Linked DNA regions of Rattus norvegicus: region 1 is linked to region 2. The links are chromatin contacts, called in public Hi-C maps. All regions are on one chromosome and are shown on one strand. Each heading gives the region's core, a stretch centred on a gene start, on an enhancer-like site or on the middle of the called end of the contact. The rest is flanking DNA. Distances are from core to core; before and after follow the strand shown. Region 1 overlaps Shroom3 (shroom family member 3). Region 2 overlaps Shroom3 (shroom family member 3).

The links. Hi-C and Micro-C count contacts between places; a contact is called where the count stands out from the background.
Region 1: a contact with region 2 is called in a Hi-C map of the A7r5 cell line, with 2.1 times the contacts expected there. The contact joins two enhancer-like sites. A contact is called at or near these places in 3 of 12 Hi-C or Micro-C datasets (the A7r5 cell line, hepatocytes and liver).

What each region holds. Positions count from the first base shown.
Region 1 is chr14:15,611,725-15,617,721 of GRCr8, forward strand. The region is part of intron 1 of Shroom3 (shroom family member 3); the gene reads right to left. It also overlaps the pseudogene LOC134481830. Among named protein-coding and RNA genes, the nearest start is that of Shroom3, 66 kb to the right of the region's middle. Within about 2 kb of position 4,382, at least 31 of the 93 cell types and tissues checked have an H3K27ac peak or open chromatin away from gene starts, as enhancers often do. A contact at or near this core is called in the A7r5 cell line, where this site is marked.
Region 2 is chr14:15,531,899-15,537,199 of GRCr8, forward strand. The region is part of intron 2 of Shroom3 (shroom family member 3); the gene reads right to left. Among named protein-coding and RNA genes, the nearest start is that of Shroom3, 150 kb to the right of the region's middle. Within about 2 kb of position 3,278, at least 13 of the 93 cell types and tissues checked have an H3K27ac peak or open chromatin away from gene starts, as enhancers often do. A contact at or near this core is called in the A7r5 cell line, where this site is marked.

The DNA.
Region 1 (5,997 bases), core at 3,132-5,631, 81 kb after region 2:
GGGCCATTCCTATTCAAGCCATTACAGTGGCTATAATGTTATTAGAACTTGGGAGATAGAGGTTGTTGAGTTAACGGACTGTGGGATGAAAATCACAGACACACAGTTGTTCAATTTCAACGTGCCTTATTGGCTCAATGGCTAGCCTGCCCTTCCCAGTACTCTTAGCTCAGCTCCCTAAATCTGTTCTCAACTTTAGTTGCTCAGTTACTTTAGTCCCAGCTCAACATTCCATCCTCCTGCCTAGAGAAGAAGGCTATGGTCGCTTCTCCCGAGATCTCACACGGCTTGTTTCTTTCCAAAGCATCATGAACTCTCTCTCTCTCCTATCCTGCATCCGCCAGTTTGCCTGAGGGGACCCAGAAGGCCCATCTATTCCTTCTGCCCAGCAATTAGCCCATGGCGTCTTTACTGTTAGATCAAGAACCAACTAGGGAACAGGACCTTAGCATCAGAACCACCCCTAAAGAGGTAGAAGATTAGGAATTCAAATTTATCTGCTGCCCAGCAAGTCTGAGGCCTGTCTGTGTAAAACCCTCTCTGAAAACAATACAAAATAGTAATACTCACTGTTGCTTTGTCTACACTTGCCTTATCTGCATTAACCATGCATTATAATGTCAGTGTTTAGAGACTATTTATTTCCTTATTTCATGGAAGGGAAGGAGCGTAGGTATGTGTGTGCTTTGGCGAGTATATGGATTTTTTTTTTGGAGAACACTTGCAGTATTTAGTGTTCTCCTTCCACCATGTGCACTCCCAAATATCAAACTTGGGTTGTCGGGCTTTGCAGCAAAGCCTTTACCCACTGAGCCATCTTGCCAACATCAGCTACTGGAAGCCAATCATCTTGTTTTCTAGGCAGGGTCTCTTTTATTACCCCTGCCACTGTACTGCATGCTTTAGCTTCCCTTGTTGTCACCTCCCATCTTTCTGTAGAAGTTCTGAGACTACAGATGCAAGCTGTCTCCACTCACCTGACTTCAGTAACTGTGATGGTTTGTATATGCTCGGCCCAGGGGGTCACACTATTGGAGTATGTGGTGCTGTTGGAGTAGGGGTGTCACTGTGGGTGTAGGCTTTAAGACCCTCATCCTTAGCAAGCTCAAGGCCCTGGGTTCAGTCCTCAGCTCCGAAAAAAAAAAAGACCCTCATCCTATCTGCCTGGATGCCAGTATTTTGCTAGCAGTCTTCAGATGAAGATGTAGAAGTCTCAGCTCAGCGTGCACCATGCCTGCCTAGACACTACCACGCTCCCACTTTGATGATAATGGACTCAACCTCTGAACCTGTAAGCCAGCCCTGATTAAATGTTGTCTTTTATAAGAGTTGCCTTGGTCATGGTGTCTGTTCACAGCAGTAAAACTCTAACTAAGACAGTCACTGTTGTCCAGAACTAGAACAAAATACTAAATAAGAAAATTTGGGGGCTGGAGAAATGGCTCAGTGGTTAAGAGCACTGACTGCTCTTCCAGAGGTTCTGAGTTCAATTCCCAGTGACAACATGGTGGCTCACAACCATCTGTAATGGGATCTAATGCCCTCTTCTGGTGTGTCTGAAGACAGTTACAGTGTACTCATGTATATAATAAATAAATAAATCTTTAAAAAAAATTTTGGTTTTGTTGGAAACTCCAAATAATATAATATTTGGTAAGTGCCCTCCACCAAACTAAATAGAATTATTTATTTATTTATTTATTTATTTATTTATTTATTTATTTATTTATTTATGTATTGCTTTTCAAGACAGAGTTCCTCCATGTAGCCCTGGATGTCCTTAGAACTTGCTCTGGAGACCAGGCTAGCCTCAAAGTCACAGTGATCCACCTGCCTCTGTGTCCCGAATGCCGGAATTAAAGGCATTCACTACCACTACCTGACAGAATAAATTTTTTTATATGTGTGTGGTTGCTAAATCCTTAATAGAGTGGACTAAAGCCAAGAGAATAATGAAGGACAGTAAAAGAGTCAGGGTGGCTGCTTCCAGGACCAAACACCAGGGATGGAAACAATAGAAACTTCATCTGGTTTGGGGAATCTCGGAAGAAGACTTGTGCTTCAACTCCCCACTGGAAATTCTATAAGGGAAGAGTCTTAGAGATCTATAGGACACTATGAGTGGCTGTTAGAGCACCAGTAGTCCCAGGCATGCTCAGTGAGATTGCACTTGATAGACAATTCCACCCCATGCTTCTCCCATGCCCACTCTTTCCATGGAGGGGCCCCTGAGGTCTCCCCATGGCTCCCTACATCCTCCGTGCCCATTTGAGCAAGAGCATGGCCGAGAAAATGCCAGAGGATTGGGAATGCTTGGATAAATTTTGGACTAGGAGTTGAAAGTAGGGTGAGACTGTGGTGGGTGTTAGCTGGGGGTGGAACTTGGGGGCAGAATCCAAAGTGAAAGCAATGTCACAAGAGGGGACTGTCCTCCCAGGGGTACTTCACAGCCTCTGGTGTTACAATCTTACAAGGAAACCTGCAGAGCCATGAATGGGAAGAAAAGAAAATTTTTGAATTGATTAAGAACTTATAAAAGATTGAGTTTTAAGCAAGAAGTAACTGAATTTATCTTCAATCAGAGAAGGCACAGTTTTCTGTTAGTAAGTAGAAGTTAGGGCTTATGAGTGAATTTCATTCAATCGCAGAGAAATATAATTGCTTCTTAGCTCAACTGATATTTAGCACTGTGTAACCTTTTTCCTGCCTGTGTTCACACGTTTTGGTATAAATTAGTTCATCATTTCTCAGATGTCTTACCTCACGTTTCAGAATGAGCTAAATTCTCTCTCAAGCAAATTTTATCTTCAATTCAGAAGTAGGACTAACCTTTTAGAAGATGTAGTGATAACATTTTGGTTGTTGCCCCCATGTCTGTCCTCAAATCCTTTATTGTGAACACTCACGATGTTTAAATCAGCAGAGCATTTAATCCCACCACCCTGCTCCAGGAACCAACCCAGAAAGGCCAGCCTGGGCCCAGCGGCCCATGACACCCCACCTGTCCTTACAACCACTCCTGGACCATGCAGACAGCCCTGTGGACCCTCTTGAGTTGTAGGAAGAAAGGGCTGCTTTAGGGAGATGAACACTGAAACACTGGAGCAGGCCTCGGATTGAAATTGATACCGTGTGGGCTGGAGAGATGGCTCAGGAGTTAAAAAACACCAGTTGCTCTTCCAAAGGACCCAGGTTCAATTCCCAGCATCCACAGGGCAGCTCACACCTGTCTGTAACTCCAGTACCAGGGCTTCTGACACCCTTACACAGACAAACACGCAGCCAAACACCAATGTACATTAAATATAAACAAACAAACAAACAGATACCATACAAGGCAATGCATGTCTGGAGATTTACCAAGTCAAAGCAAACCCCCGGCTCCCTTACTTCTGAACTATTTCGAGCTGAATTAATCAAGATTTTTTATTGTCTCACCCAGCTGGAGCTGTTGTTGATTTTTAATTATATGTACGGGGGTGGGGGGGGGAGAACAACCTTCAAATGTTGTGTTTTGAGAAGGCAACTTTCTCAGCTCCTAGATCTAAACAGATGATCTCAGCCTAATAATAGCTACGTCATCCCTCTGAGCTTTGTTGTAGAGAGGTATTCACCGAGGAAGTTCAACATTGAAACAAAAGGAAAGTTCTGGGCGGGGTATGAGCTCAGCTATAGACTGCTTACCCAGCATGCCTTAAACCCTTAAACCCTAGGGTTCCATGCCCAACACCTCATAATGCAGGTATGGTAGGTAGCACACGAGTGTAATCCCAGCACTCTGGAGGGGCAGGCAGAAGGATCAGACATTGAAAATGTCTCCTTAGTTACACAAGGCGTTTGAGGCCAGCTGGGGATATACTGACCCAGGGTTCTAAGGGAAGGAAGAAAACAAGAAAGGGAGGGAGGAGTGGAGGGAGGGGTGAGAGGGAAGAATGGAGGGAGGGGCAGGGAGGGAGGAAACTTTCTAGGATGTGAGAAACCCATTCTTTTATATTTCCACTCTTTGTGTTTATCTTCCAACAGCCGTGCCACATTCTAATGGCCCCCGTGCAGTGGGTCTTCCTTTTCTCCTCTCTCTGTCCCCCTTTTCTTCCTCAGGGTTAAGAGAGGGCAGGAGGAGGAGGCAAGGGAAGAAAGGCACGCAGTCCGGCACCCGCTGTGCTCCTCGCCTCTGCTCGGCTGGGCGGAGCAGTCCTTACTAGCTCTTACATAAAACTAAGAATGTGTGCTCCTATTATTCTGGGATATTGGGTGACAATCCATTCCACAAATTCCACGGCGCCTCATGACCAGGTGACGCAAGCTCTTGCACACAGGGCAGGCCGATTGTTTGCTCTGTCAAGAATGTCTCAGCTGGCAGCCCTCGCCCAGACTCCTGCTTCCTACCACTCCTGGGCTCTTCCGGTAATCTCTCTGACCAGAGTTTAGAACCAGCCAGTGAACAGGGCACTTATCAAGGGCAAATGTTTACTTTATGATGTGGCAGTTAAAAATAACCTTCCAGAGACACTGCCTAAGCAAAGGCTATTGTCCTGGTTGGCAGTACACCTAATTCTTCCTCCTGTGGCTGTCTCTCCCACATTTCCTTGCCACGGCTGCAAACTGGTAATGTTCAAAGGAGACCATGATTTTCAGAGGGTCCTGTTTCCAGAGTCTGCTACTATTTTAGTTACTTCTTTTTTTTTTTTATTAATGTGATAAGGCATCATGACCAAGGCAACTTGTAAAAGAAACAGCTCGTAGGGACTTACAGCCTCGGAGGGTGAGCCCATGGCTTTGATGGTAGGGAGTATAGCATCAGGCAGGCAGGCATGTTGCGGGAGCAGTAGCTGAGAGCTTACATGCCTATCCATAAGGAGGAGGCAGAGGGCGCTAACTGGAAATGGCATGGACCTTTGAAACCTCAAAGCCCATTCCCAGTGACAAACCTCCTCCAATAAAGCCACGCCTCCAAATCCTTCCCAAACAGTTCCACCAGCTAGGGCCTGAGTATTCAAATGCATGAGTTCACAACACATCATGGGGTCAAGAAGAAGCTTAGACACAAGATCCAGGCTGTTCTTGGGGGTCAGGAAATGGCTGAGGAAGCTGGGAATCAGAAAAAACTGTACTGCGATACAGGGGAGGGCATGACTGGGCAGAATAATGAAAGATAGAGCTCATATCCATGTTGAAGCAGTGACGACCTTGGAGTTAACAACTGACAGAGCTCTGAATGATACTGGGCAACCTAGACAGTGCTCTGAAGGATACTGGGTAAAGAACTTGGAGCTGGAGCATGACTGTAACCCCAGCACTCAGGAAACCAAGGCAACGGCTGCTTTCGAGGTCCACTTGGGCTAAACAGCAAGTTCAAGGCCAGCCTGGGCTACGCTGTGAGACTTTATCTCAAACAAAACAAGACCCAGACAAGACAAAACAATTTGAAAACTTCCTTAAGAGAAGTATCAGAGGTGGGATGGCTCAGTTAGGAGCGACCAGGCACACTTTGCCTTTTATCTTGACACTTGGGAGGCAGAGGCAGGTAGATCTCTGTGAGTTCCAGGCCTGCCTGGTCTACAGTGTGAATTCCAGGACAGCCAAGGTTATGCCTCAAAACAAACAAACAAACAAACAAACAAACAAACAAACAAACCGGTACTTTTCTAGAGGACCTGGGTTTGAGTCCTAGCATCATATGACAGCTCACAGCCATCTGTAACCCCAGTTCCAGGGTATCTGACACCTTCTTATGGCTCCTTAAGTACCAGACATGCACATGGTTCACAGGCAAACAAAGCACCCATAAACATAAAATTAAAAAAAAATCTTAAAAAGAAAACAATCCCATTAGAAAAAATGGGCAAAAGACATGAAGGGCTTATTATTGTAAATACATAAAAGCATATTCAACACCATTGACCATTAGGGGAATGCAGATTAAAACCACACTGGGGTGTCATTACACAGCTGCTAAAATAATTAAAATAAAAATCTTGGGCTGGGGATTTAGCTCAG
Region 2 (5,301 bases), core at 2,028-4,527:
ATGGGAATAGCTATATTGAGAGCTAGCGTTTTTTCAGCAAGTCATTCAGAAGATAATAAATACTACGCATGTGTTAGCTCAGGAAAGAACATGAACTCTACCACTGACCTTAGCAAGTAATTGGCAGCCAGTTGTGGTGATACAACCACTCATTGGCCTTGGGAGCTACTGAGACACACAATATCATCAAGGGCTCCAGCCAGCTAGACCTGGGTGACCACTACAGGAGCATGATTCCCCTGGCCACTAACCTGATGTAAATCAAAGCCACTCCCCTCAGCAACTTCCTGCTCTCGGAACTGACTAGCATGCGAGCTAAAGACAACTCCAAGTGAGCGTTCCAGAAGAATCTTAGTCTTAAGAAACATGTCGTGGGGCTGGAGAGATGGCTCGGTGGTTAAGAACACTGACTGCTCTTCCAGAGGTCCTGAGTTCAAATCCCAGCAACCACATGGTGGCTCACAACCATCTGTAATGGGATCTGATGCCCTCTTCTGGTGTGTCTGAAGACGGCTAAGAGTGTACTTGTATATAATAAATAAATAAATCCTAAGGAAAAAGAAATGTGTTGTGGAAAAACATGGATTTGGAAGGGACACTGAGAGTCAGGCTTTCATCCAAATGTCTGAGAACCCTTTGGGTGATTAAAGTCCTTGCCTCTGAGGACATTCACCATGATGAAGGCTCATGGTTTTTTGTGTTTGTTTTTTTTTTTTCCGGAGCTGGGGACAAGGCTCATGGTTTTACATAGACTCTTGTATTTACATGCATTTACTCGGCCTGGCTCTGGAGCAAGGATAATCCTGACCAACAATAGTCTTCATATGCTTGGAAGGAAAAACTCCCTGTCTTCTTGAAGCTTCTCGAGCTAGTCATCACTGGCCCTGACTTAGGACGAACATGCTCAAGTTCACAGAAAGAAGTCAGTACAACCGAATCTAGGCATTTAAAGTGCGCTGGGGGTGTCTAGATCATTCTGAAAGCTCTGAGAGGTTTTTATGTGGAATGAGAAACACTCTAATTCCTTGTCATGCTATCCACAACAAGGTCCTCCCAACCCATCTTGTGGCCTAGGGCAAGGACCAGGATCAAGACCCAGACATCCCCATGTGAGACCCCAGAACATCAGTGGAATCCAGAAGCCTTTTAAAGGCTGAAATTGGCACCTGATAGCTCAAAATATACCTGTCCCTGAGTGTGTCAACTTGATATCTGCATAAGAACAATGGCTTCTCTTAAACAAGGACAGCTTCCTTTTTCTTTTAATATTTTTTAAATTTATTTATCCTTCTATGTTATAAGTACACTGGTGCTGCCTTCAGACGCACCAGAAGAGGGCATCAGATCTCATTACAGATGGTTGTGAGCCACCATGTGGTTGCTGGGATTTGAACTCAGGGCCTTTGGAAGAGCTCTAAACCACTGAGCCATCTCTCCAGCCCAGTTTTCTTTTCCACCTTCTTTTTTTTTAAAAAAATATGTGTTGTACATGTTTGTACATACGTGGGCTATTTTTGTTTTGTATATGTGTGGGAGCATACTGTGGAGACCTGAAGTTGATATGAAGACTCATGCTCCATTCCTCTTCTTATTCATGGAGGCCTGGTCTCCCAGTTAAACCCAGAGCTGACTGACAGAGGACTCTCAATAGCTAGCTTGCTCCTGTTCTCGGTCTCTGCCTTCTGTTGCTAAAATTACAGGCAGGTGGCTACACCCACCTGGCATTTACATGGGTTTTTGGGCATCTGAACTCTGATCCTCATACTTGTCCAGCCAATATTTAAGCACTGAGCGATCTCCCGGCTCCAAGCCTGGTTTTTTCTAAATAAGTTCTTCCTCCCATATGTGAGAAGATAGGGTTGAAGTAGTGAAGAGTCCAAGGCCTGGGCTCAATCCTCACAAGGAAGCTAAATTCTCGAGAATCTCCTGGACCATGGGTCAACAGTTTCTCCTGCAGCATTTCTAGTGGCAAGTGACACATTTTCGGATAGACCACAGCTCTAGGCCACATACTCGATCATTCTGCCTCTGAACCTTGTTCACAGCAGCAATGAGTGGACAATAGCCTGCCAGTATCAAGAAGGTTTTCTCAGGGCCAGGCACTGCGAATGACAAACTCCATCACTGAAACCTTACAACTGCTCTCTGAAGGAAATCCCCATTGATACGTGGCGGCTTTCTCTAGTGTTCTCTCCTGAGGCAGCCAGCTCCTGCTCATTGGTTCATTGACTGTCCACCTCCCCGCTCATTGGTCTCATTGGTTCATTTGCTCTCCAGCTCCCTTCCTCATTGGCTGCCCAGCTCTTCCATCAACACTTTCCCTTTGTAGATGCTGTTCTGTTCTTCAGCCAGTCTCTCTCTCTCTCTCTCTCTCTCTCTCTCTCTCTCTCTCTCTCTCTCTCTCTCTCTCTCTCTCTCTCTCTCTCTCTCTCCTTCCTCCCTCCCTCCCTCTCTCTCCCCCTCTCTCACTTGTGTATACATATACTTTTTCTGCTTCTGTTTCCCTACAGAAATGACTATTTTCAAACCCATCAGCACAACTGAATGAGGGTTTTTTGTTTTGTTTTGTTTTGGGTTCAACTCTGATCCCTGACTAAAATGTTCACTTTTGTTCACAACTCTAAATCCAGTATTTAGAAAGACAACCGACATATGGTCAGTCGCTCCATAAATATTCGCTGTTTAAATTTTACATAAGAGAGAACAGGGTCCAGTGGACATGCCTTCCACGGAGAGCCTGCCTTCATTAGGAACCCAGGTTCCAGAAAACAAATTCAGGCAGTACCTTTTCTTTTCGTGGTGGTCAGTGGGATTGCCCTTAACTATGAGGGCTGGGACACTGAACCTGAACAACACTCCAGGAATCAATTTAGTAATGCGTGTGTGCCTGTGTATACTCAGAATGTGGAGAGATGGCTCAGTGGTTAAGAGCACTGACTCCTCTTCCAGAGGACCTGGGTTCAATTCCCAGCACCCACATGGCAGCTCACAACTGTCTGTAACTCCAATTCCAGGGATCTGACACTCTCACACAGACATAGATGCAAGTCGAATAACCAATATACATAAAATAAAAATAAATTATTTTTAAAAATCGTATTGCACATCGTCAAAATCACCTGAAATATTTTGTGGTGCCCCCCCCTCGCTGAGAAATTTTATAAAACTTGGAGATGTCAACATTCTCCTGAAAGTGGTTTCCATAGTAACACAACAGCAGAGCCAGTACACATGTGAAACTACATTCCTTTTCCCTCCTGAGGTCCACAGATTCAAGAAATTCCCTCCTTTGGCACACATACTGTCACAATAAAAATTAATCTGTTTGAAGATCATCTCCTGAAGGGCCAAGCTAGAAAGCTCACGTTATTACAAAGGGGGTGGGAATGCATGCGGCTGCTGACCAGATTATGAAGAGCAAATGGCAGGAAATCACAACACTCTGACCATTTTTTTTTAAATCAAGCAATATTTTTATTTTTGCCAATTATTTGGCTCACAGCTTTGAGCAACTAGTTTTCAACTCCCCCCACCTTTTTTTTTTTTTTAAAGCATTCTACCCCTGGGGAGGAAAAATGAAGACCTCAAAAGCAAGTACAAATTGCTCATTTAAAGAACAGAAATTAAGGATGCGGGGGCTTTTCTTCCTGAAAAGCTCATCATTCTGCAGAAAGAAGCTGAATCCTGTCCCGATTCTTCTTGGGCAGTGGAGCAATTTTGGGTTTTGTGTTAGTTAATTTTAATTTACAAAGGGGGGGGCTCCATTCTTGAGACACCACCGTTGCTATGAGACTTCTGGGCTACAACAGATGGCCAGGAGAACAGTTCTCAGGCCAAGCCGGATCTCTGAAGCCCGCCACTCAGGCATACCATTAACATTCCTGGAATACCTTCAGAGGCAGTTCCCCCGGCCACCTTCAGACTGGCTCTCCTGCGGCTCCTACTGTGGCCTCTCTGGTCAGGGGGCCCTGGTGGAAATGTGTCATAAATGGTAGGACCATACGTTTCCAGGGACCACCTCACTTCCATGTGGCTCCAGGTGGGTCCACCTGTGTACACACTCAGGGGCACACCCATGGCAACTCATCATCTGCCTGCAAGCTTTGCTCACACCAGGCCACCCGCATCCTTCTCCAGGGAGACAGAGTTAGTGCCTAGACAGGAGGGTTGGAGGGAAAAAAGTTGAAGAATTTCTCATTTCGTTTTTTAGGAAGGAAGGACGGAAGGAAAGAAAGAAGGAAGGAGGGAGGGAGGGAAGGAGGAAAGGAAGGAAGGGGGAGGGAGGAAAAGAGGGAAGGAAAGAGGGAGGGAGGGAGGGAAGGAGGAAAGGGAGGAAGGGGGAGGGAGGAAAAGAGGGAGGGAGGAAAAGAGGGAGGGAGGGAGGGAAGGAGGAGGAAGAAAGAAAAGAAGCTGGGCCCTAGGCCTGTTATCTCAGGACTTTTCAAAGGTAAGAGGATCACAAGTTCAAGGTCATCTTCAGCTACTTATTAAGTTGGGGACAGCCTGGGCTACATGAGGGAGAGAAGGAAGGAGGAGGGAGGGAGGGAAGATGAGAAAGCACCTTGCTATCATAACTGAACAAATCACTCTGCTTTGCCCCTTTCTCTGTCTTCCAAAGTAGGAAAATCCTGACCTACCTGCTATCGGTTGAGGAAGTCAGTGAGGCGTGATTAATGTGCAACACAGAGAAGTAAGGTCACTAAACCTTCAGCTGCTTGCTGAGAAGCAAAAGATAAGGCAGAAGCTGGCTGTTTGCCTCCCCTTGGCGTCCAGCTGCTGAGCCCACCACCTGTGTGGCTGTCCCCCGGTGCTGACCGGAAGGCTTCGGTGGACAAAGTTCGCTGGGAGCTTTATTGCTCAAGGGGGAGGTTTGGAACCCAGTAAAACAACAACAAACAAAGCAAGCCATAGCTTCTTGGGGCGGAGTTCATTTACATTCCCATCCCAGAGTTTTCTTGGCCTGCAGTGCAAAAACAACGTTGTCCTTGGAGCCTGTCACCAGGGCTCACCTGACCAAGCCTTGACGGCAGAGCCAACTCCCAGTTTCCTTCTAGCACAGCTGGTTGTGGAGGGCTCTCTTGTCAGTGGGGTTAGCGGATTTGCCACAGAGACACTGCTGCCCTGACCTTTGGTTTTCACCCCAGAATGCAGTCTGTCCATCTTACTTAGGTCTTTGCCTTCCAAAGACTCCCATCTGAGAGGGCAGTTTCCCAACTGTCCCAGAATAGAACCATTTGAATTATTGTGTGGTTTGTTTGTTTGTTTATAAAAAGCATGCCTCTGGGAGATTTGGTCTAACCA